Regions from separate parts of the Mus musculus genome. Here region 1 is linked to region 2. Evidence: chromatin contacts called from public HiChIP or PLAC-seq data. All regions are on one chromosome and are shown on one strand. The core of a region is the stretch at or near the end of the contact, and the rest is flanking DNA. Distances in the headings are between cores, read along the strand shown.

The links. HiChIP or PLAC-seq counts read pairs in DNA pulled down with a chosen protein or histone mark.
Region 1: a contact with region 2 is called in an H3K4me3 HiChIP or PLAC-seq map of bone marrow-derived macrophages, with 5 times the contacts expected there. The contact joins the promoter of Cd300ld3 here to the promoter of Kif19a in region 2. A contact is called at or near these places in 1 of 39 promoter capture datasets (the C10 cell line), 1 of 484 Hi-C or Micro-C datasets (bone marrow-derived macrophages), 2 of 115 datasets of contacts at active chromatin or transcription factors (bone marrow-derived macrophages and embryonic stem cells) and 3 of 9 other capture datasets (adipose tissue, embryonic stem cells and liver).

Annotation. Positions count from the first base shown.
Region 1 is chr11:115,046,407-115,050,487 of GRCm38.p6, reverse strand. Cd300ld3 (CD300 molecule like family member D3) reads left to right here and starts at 2,158. Exons shown (of 4, transcript NM_199201.2): 1 at 2,158-2,232. The coding sequence starts at 2,193.
Region 2 is chr11:114,764,060-114,768,274 of GRCm38.p6, reverse strand. It overlaps Kif19a (kinesin family member 19A), which reads right to left and starts at 2,886. Exons shown (of 20, transcript NM_001102615.1): 1 at 2,723-2,886; 2 at 1,039-1,119. The coding sequence starts at 2,761.

The DNA of each region.
Region 1 (4,081 bases), core at 909-3,408, 280 kb before region 2:
AGTTGCCTCATATTTGTTCCAACTTTTAAAAAGTTTTAGAGTATCTATCCTCTCCCCCCTCTCTCGTGTGTGTGTGTGTGTGTGTGTGTGTCTGTCTGTCTGTCTCTCTCTCTCTCTTTCTCTGTGTGTGTGTGTGTGTGTGTGTGAGAGAGAGAGAGAGAGAGAGAGAGAGAGAGAGAGAGAGAGAGAGAGAGCAAGAGAGCATACAGAGGCTACGGAGGGTGTGAGCCGCCCTGCTCCATGGCTCTCTGTTTTATTCCCTTGAGACATATTTTCTCCATGAACTGGAGCTCACTGCTTTTTGGCTTTTTTGGCTAGGCTGATAGCTAACATGCCTGAGTTTGGTAGTTGTTTAATTTAACATTTCAGCTCATGAATCATGATTTATTTGGGGTTTCTTGTTCGGCACAGGAGGAAGGACATTCTAGGCATTTAGTTTTCTAGCGTGTGGATATCTGATTGTTTCAACGGTGTGTGTTAAACTCACAATCTTCCACTTTTTTGTCAAACACAAGTCAAGCACATTTGAATGGGAGATGAATTACATTATCCAGAGCCCAGGGAGAAATGAAGCCACAAAAAGATGAGATCTGAACTAAAGACAGAGCCCTACAGTGAAACTTACACAGACAATTGCCCTTAAAAATACTATGAGCAAAACAGAATGCGCCTGACAGTTCATGAAGAATCTCGGGCAACAGTCTGCAACCCTGACTAGAGAATGGAAACTGCAGAGCTGTGGGAGTGTGCCTAGAGCCATATGGTGCTCCCAGCAGGCCTGGGGACTGACCTTCTAAGGTGCACAGATGGACCTGCAGGGATGAGGTGGGGACCAGTCAGCAGGGCAGATTCAGCTCTTTCCCTGGGTGGTGTCACATCTTCTAGTCTTGTTCTTATAATAATCAATGAGATAGGCTAAGACCCTTCTCTATGGCCCTTTATGTTCTGGCTGTAAAGTCTTTAAAATGTCCTTCCCCAAAGTCCGGGTGTTCTGGGATGGCTTCAGCCAGTAGATGGCAGTGTGGTTCTTGATTTTTTTTTTTTTTTTTTTCTTCAATAAGCATCTTACAGACCTCATCCTAGAGCTTATATATGTGGTTGGTTGTACCTCCTAATTCAAACTTCTCTGTGCACACCCTCAAAGTCATATCTACAGGTGAGTCTCCTGGGTGACTTCAGGTCCAGTCAAGTTGACAATGAAGATTAGAGATCATAAGCATTCCGTGTGTGTGTGCACGTGTGCACTTATGTATGCATGTGTGTGTATGTGTGTGTGTGCATTTATAAATTTCTTCCCATGAAATTTTGATACCAAAGATACAGCATACCTATATTTTTCTACACTTGCAAGCTTATGTTCTACAGCAAAACTCTGTCTTATAGAAACAGAAGCAGGGTTTGTGGATTCAGGTCAGTGGGTACAGTGCTTGCCCAGCACTCTTGAAACCACAATTTGAGTCTTCAGCCCCTCATAAAACCGAGCATGCTGGGGAATGCCTGTAGCCCCAGGACTTTGATGTTGGAAAAAGGAAAATGAGAAGTTCAAGGCCAGCTTGGGCTCCATGAGACGTCTCCTCAAGCCCACACTCTCTCTCTCTTTCTCTCAGCCAATGCCTGAGGCCCTAGTAGCCATTGTGGTAGATGCCCCTGGCCTGCTCTGAGGCCCATATCTAGATAAATCCCTGCTGCCCCAGGCTGAGCCTTCAGCAATGCCCTCTGCCAACCAGGGCTTAGCCTAGGCTACTGCCATGGGCTTAGCCTGTGCTGCCTTGTGCTCCCTTGTTACTGCAGCCAACCTGCCTTTGGTTGCTCTCCTCTGCTAGGATCCCCTGCAGCTCAGTTACCTCCCAGGTAAGGGGTTTGCTGTATCCCATCCTTTGTGTCTGTCTCTGCCGATCTGTGTGTCTGCATCTCTCCTCGTGATTCCCATCTGTCTTTCAAGTTTATGTCTCACTTTGCATTTTTCAGTAGAGGAAGTTCCCTGTTTACCCAGCTGTCCCTCACATGTCCTGACTTGGTCATCTCAAAGATTGGCATCATCTTTCTTCCTGTATGCAAAATTGAGAAGTTTTGTCAAGGAAGTTACTGAGAGAAGTGAATGAGAGAGACCTAAAAGAAACTCAAGCTGAGTTGCAAGTCCTCACAGGGTGCTGTCCTCTGTTGCCACCAAGGACAGGAGAGGAGACAAGACCATGTGGCAGTTCCCAGCTCTGCTCTTCCTTTTCCTCCCAGGTAAGTAGCAGGGGCTTTAGACACTTCCATGTCAGTGGTGAGGGCAACAGAGACCGTCTGCTCTGGCTTAGGGAAACCTGGCTGATCCATTCACCAGCTGCTTACCCCCAAAATAAAAGGCAAGGTTTTTTGACATCTGATGGATTCTGTGGGTATTGCAGAAAAACCAAAACCAAAATCAATTTAAAAATAAAACAAATAAAAGCCAAAAACAAACCTTCCAATGTGTTTCTCAACCCTAGCTGCTCCATGAAAGCTGATGAGTGAGTGGATGAACTAATTCTTACAAAATGTATTTTGGGTTTCATGTTTGGCACATGCAGCCTAGGATGCCCCTGAACTTGTGATCCTCCGGACTCCACCCTCTGAGTGCTGGGATTTCTAGCATGCAGCTCCATCTCCCATTCCATTGTGAGCTTTAGTTGACACAGTAATGAATACTTACAGGGGCTGGACGTGGTGGTGATTGCCTTTAATGCCTTTAATCTCCATGGGGTGTTTTGAAATAGTCAGTTGTCAGACATGTTTTTCATCCTTCTCATACAACACTAAAAGTTGTCATTCCCATCAAATGACAGACACCCCTGTGTCCCAACAGCTCTCCTCTATGCTACAAGCACTCTCCTGTCTTCCCTAATACCCTTCCCAGCCTGATAACCTCTCTTGTTTTCTACTCCTTTGAGGTTTACTTTTGTTCTTTTGAGAAGAAAAAGTGCCTCTGTGGTGTATGTATGTCTAAAGGGTTGTGTGTATGTCTCTCCGTGTGTGTGCACACACGTGCACGTGCTCTCAGGTGCACACATACATGTGGAGATTGACATTGGGTCGTTTTCTCTATCACTCTCCACCTTGTTTGTTCAGACATGGTCTCCCGCTGCTCCTGAGCTCACAGATTCAGCCCATCTGGCCTGTGACCTCCAGGATCCCCCTGTCATTGGGGTTACAGGCACCCCCACCTCACCTGGCTTTTCTTCCACCTGTTCTGGGGATCCAAACTCAGATTACACAGAAACGCTTTCCAGACAGGTCTGTCTCCCTGGCTCCCTAGCCACAGAGAGTAACTTTTTAGCTTTCACACATCAATAGGAATGTGTGGCAGCATCTTCCTGTATCTGATTTATTTCAGTTCCTCAAGTCTCTCCCGTGGGCTGCAAATGGCAGAACTCAATCCCTTCACGATGATTCTCCATTACATTCATGCACCACGATCTGCTATCTGTTCACTTGTATCTACGTGACTCTGTGCCATGGCTACTGTGAACACTGCCATAGTAAACACAAGGGGAGATGTCTCTTCCACATACTCGCTTCATGTCTCTAGGCTGCGTGTTTGCTTTCTGTTACTGTGATAAAGACATCGACCAACAAAAAAAAACCTTGGAGAGTAAAAGGCTTATTTGGCTTAAAGATCCAGATCACACTCCATCATGGAGGGAAGCCAGAGAGGGAGCCCAAGCAGGGCAGAAACCTGGAGTTAGGAACTGAAGCTGAGAGCATGGGAGAGTGTTGCTTGCTGGCTTACTGCTCATGGCTTATTCAGCATGTTCTCTTATATTGTGTTACCACCCACAGAGGACTGGACCTTCCTATGTCAAGAAAATGTCCCCCAGACTTGCCTAGACCTGATGCAGACGGTTTCTCAGTTGATGTTCTTTCTTTTTGTATGTTTCTGTATGGAGTTGGTGTCAGGTTTATAAAAACCCAACCAGTCCAGACTATGTCCCCTGTGGGACTGCTGAGTTATGTGACAGTCTTATGCTAGTTTTCTGAGAAACTCCACACCATTTCCCATAAAGTCTAATATCCAATCCAACACACAGTGTGTGCGACATCCTCTGTCCCACATACA
Region 2 (4,215 bases), core at 1,637-4,136:
ATCACCCCGCGAGTTGAGGCAGGGTCTCTCAATCAAACTCAGAGCTCATAGATATGACTACTCTTGTCAGCTAGCTCAGTCTGGGAGTTCCCAGTCTCTGCCTTCCAAGGCTGGAGTTACAGGTAGGCCAATACACTCACAAACATTTTATAGCATTATGGGGGTTCCAGAGATCACACCCCAGGCCTCATGCCCATGAGGCAAATGTTTTAGCCACTGAGATATCTCTGTCACCATCTCTTAAGGGAGCCTAGGCTCAAGACCCTTATTTACTCTCTGAACAACAGACTCTGTTTTTCTAGTCCTTCTAGGCTGCACATTCTTTTTTTTTTTTTTAAAGATTTATTTATTTATTACATGTAAGTACACTGTAGCTGTCTTCAGACACACCAGAAGAGGGCGTCAGATCTCGTTACAGATGGTTGTGAGCCACCATGTGGTTGCTGGGATTTGAACTTCAGACCTTCGGAAGAGCAGTCGGGTGCTCTTACCCACTGAGCCATCTCACCAGCCCGGAGCTGCACATTCTTATATCTGTTTTAATTCTTTGATCAATGCCTTCTTCTCTCCCCACAGTAAACTCCAGCAACAGAGGGAGCATGGGGCTTTTCATGTTGGAGTGTTTTTTCTAATTTTTAGCACAGCTTCCAGCATGTTCTAGGTTCGTTATGAATAATTATTATCTCAGATGCCCTCTCTCACCATGCTGATGTGAAGACCAAGAGAGTAGACAGTGAAGAGCTCTGCCAAACTTGCCTGCTCTAGTGGTGGGTTTCTGCTAGACCAGCTAAATATGTGCTCTGTGGATAGCTGGCTGTCATATGGGGATGTTGACAGCATGTGGATCAAAATGTATCTTATGGTCTGGGCTCACCCAGGCTCCAAAAGCTCATAGCTTTTCCTGGTCTGCTCTAGGAAGTCTTCCTGAGAGAAGAAAGCCTCTTTCTTGGTGATGCTGTGGAGAGCCCGCCCAGGTGTGTATGCAGAGCAAGGTGAGCCAGCCTCCACCCTGCAGCTCCTGGTTGCAGCCCCAAGTACCTGCTCGTCCATCTTGTGAGCGATGAGGGTAGCTCCCTCCTCCAGCTCAGCCACGCTGATGGGCCGGACCCTAAGTGCCACCTGGGAGGAAGACCAGAACCCTGGGTTAAGAGGACCATACGTAGCCATGGAGGGAGGGATGACAAGGTCTTTGAATTCCTTTCCCAACAGGGTTGTGTTCTCCAGCATCCAACCATCTGCATCTCCTTGGTCCTGAAGAACATTGTGGGTCTAGGGCATTGCCTGAGCCAGAGGGCAGCTGGTCCACAGGGTGTCTGGATGAGTCTGAGTGTCTCTTTTCAAAAGTCTGTATACCTCAGGGGGAGCCCCCAGGGGATGAACTGTCTACACAGGCTGCTTCAGTCACATGCCCAAATTAAACACTTGCCACTCCCTTGGGCTGAAATCCGGAGCCTTGGGGACCAGAGCCACGTGTCTGTATCTGAGAGTGAGGTACTGTTGGGAAGGGGGGGGGGGGTTGTGGACAGAATGGTGTAGAAATGAGGATAGGATGAGAATCTTCCCCTTTGTCCTTCCAGCAACTTGTGGCTGCATCCTAACACTCCCAGGAAGTGTTACCAAGGGCTTCTCTGTTCTCTATTTCCTGGCCACTTAGAGATAGATATGTCTCCCTCCAAAATAAAACCAGAGTCAGGGATTGGGGAGAATTTCTTCTGCTGAGCAAAAGGAGGTGCCTGGATACTGAGTGGACCTCAAGGACCCTCAGTTCCTTTCATCCACACAGACTGTCCTATTGCCTTTATCAGCCTCCTCCCTGGATACGCCTCCTTGGTGAAAGGAGGGTCTTTGTCCCTGCCCTAATGACAATGAATATTCTTGGAGCAAACTCTTTCAAAGAGGCCATTCTCACTGTCAGAGAGGGTGCCACCGAGTCTGGAACTGGCTCCTAGGGCTGAATCCAAGCTTCCCTGTGCAGAAACAGGTTCTCGGGCATTTCGGTAGTGATGCTCTGCCTGCTGGGGCAGAAGGACCATTTCCACAGATCATAGGTTAAGGCTAGGGACTGGGAAGAAGGCTGTGAAAGAGAGAGGAGAGATCTCCACCTATCCTACAACCTGAGTAGCACCAAGGCTTCTCTTTGTGGCTCCAGCTTCCACCACGGATAGTCAAGAATCTCTCTTTGGTCTCTACCTACCCTTACTCCTTCCCATGTGGCTATTCTTCCCAGGCCAGTAGACCCTGGGACTATCCAGGTGGCTTCTAGCATTTCTCTGAAGTATCTGGAGTCCTGATTTGGACAGAGCCTGAGGCACAGCCCATAACTAACTGCTCCTCAGACTTGGTGCTGGCTCCCCCTATTTCGGGGGCTTTTGTCTTTCTATCTGTGGCTCCATCTTCCTTTAAAGCAAGACCTGGCTGGGTTTAAGCCCTCTGATTCGCTAGAGAATCCCAGCTTCCTTCTCAGGCAATAGTTGAGACCTCTCTTGGGTCTTGACCTCTGAGTCTTGGCCCAAAGAAGGCTGAACTTGGGCAGGGGAAGTGGGGTGCTAACTTCCTAACCCCAGGAAGTGCCACCATCCCTTCTGGCCACTGAGAACTTGGGTAGTTGTTCTGCACAGTCCCAGACTCCCATCTCTTGCTCTCAGTGGTCACTATGTTTGAGGCTGTCAAGTCTCAGGTTTGGTGGAGGGGAACCAAGCAGGAGCTTGATAAGGGGTCTCACCATGAGTTGCTGGTCCTTTGAGTCACCGCTGTCCTTCATGATTGCGGTAGGTAAAGAGCCTCAGGCCGCGACAGCTGGCATGGCTGAGACGCACCTCCACTATGGTCACCTCCTCGGATCGCTCTTCCGCCTCCGCTGCTGCCTGACAACCCGAAACCAACAACGCGCCTGCCGCCCGAGCGCTGACCAGGAGGCGGGGCCAGGAGGGCCTGGCCGGCTCCGCCCCGCCCCCTGTGCTGCCCCGCCCCCTATGCTCGCTCCGCCTTCTGCGCTCTGCCCCCTGAACTTTGGTGAGCAGGACGCCTCCACGCAGGACACCCCCGGCCCCCTTGCGCTTCTGTTGCAGCTATTGCTGCTTGTCCCGAGGTTTTCTGTCAGTACGAGTGGTCACCGGTCTGAGCGTCTCGACCTCCTCCCGGCCTAGCGGCGTCCGTTTGGTGGCCCCTCCGCACACACCCGTGCCCAGGCTCGAGGCTCCTGGCTGTGTCTTCTGCGCTCCCGACACCGGCCTGGCACGCGACTAGCTGGGCAGAAGCAACCTTGCCTGTGGCTACGATCTTCTGCTGCTCGCTTGACTGTTACTGGGCGTCTCCAGGGCGCGCCTAGCAGCCTCAAGTTTCCAGGAGTAATGCTGGCTTCGCAGCGGTGGAGGCCAGTGCCTAGGGTGTGGGTAGCTGCACCCATTGTCCAGAGGAAGAGAGGATGAGGGAGTGAGAAGGTGGGTGAAAAGCTGGCCTGCACCCTTTTGGCACCTGGCTAAGTAAAGTGTATAGACACACTAGCAAACCAAGCCTGAAGTCAGAATGAATGGATTTGGCCTGCCTGCCAGAGTAGCACCACCCAGGAGAGTCCACCTGTCCCCTCAGGTTGCATTTGGCCTAGGTTAGCTATGGATGTGGCTCGACACAAAATCATAAGCTTACTTAAAATAATCCGAGGGTCCGCCAGATGGCTTGCCCTGTCAGGGAGCTTGCAAGCTCACTACCTGAGTTCAGTTCCTGAGACCCACATGTGTAAAAGGCCAGACCTGACACCCAAATGTTGTCCTCTGATCACCACATGGACTCCCTAGTACATGTGCATAATATATAAATGTAAATTTTTTAAAGTATGAATGGGGGCGGCAATGCTGGAGAGACAGTTCATGAGGTACTCTCTCTCTCTCTCTCTCTCTCTCTCTCACACACACACACACACATCATTAAAAATAACTCTTTTATGACAAGTTTCTTGAATTTTTTTTTAAGACAGTTTTTTCTCTGTGTAGCCCTGGCTGTTCTGAAAGACCATCCTGGCTTCCAACTCACAAGATCCCCCTGACTCTGTCTCCCAAGTGCTGGGATTAAAGGCCTGTGCTACCGTCCCCTGGCTTTTTTGTTTGTTTGTTTTTTCTGGGTTGGGGGAGTTTCTTGAAAATTAAACAAACAAACAAACAAACAAACAAACAAAACCAAAAGTGGGTTACACAGTTCTCCATTGTGAATTTCGCAGGT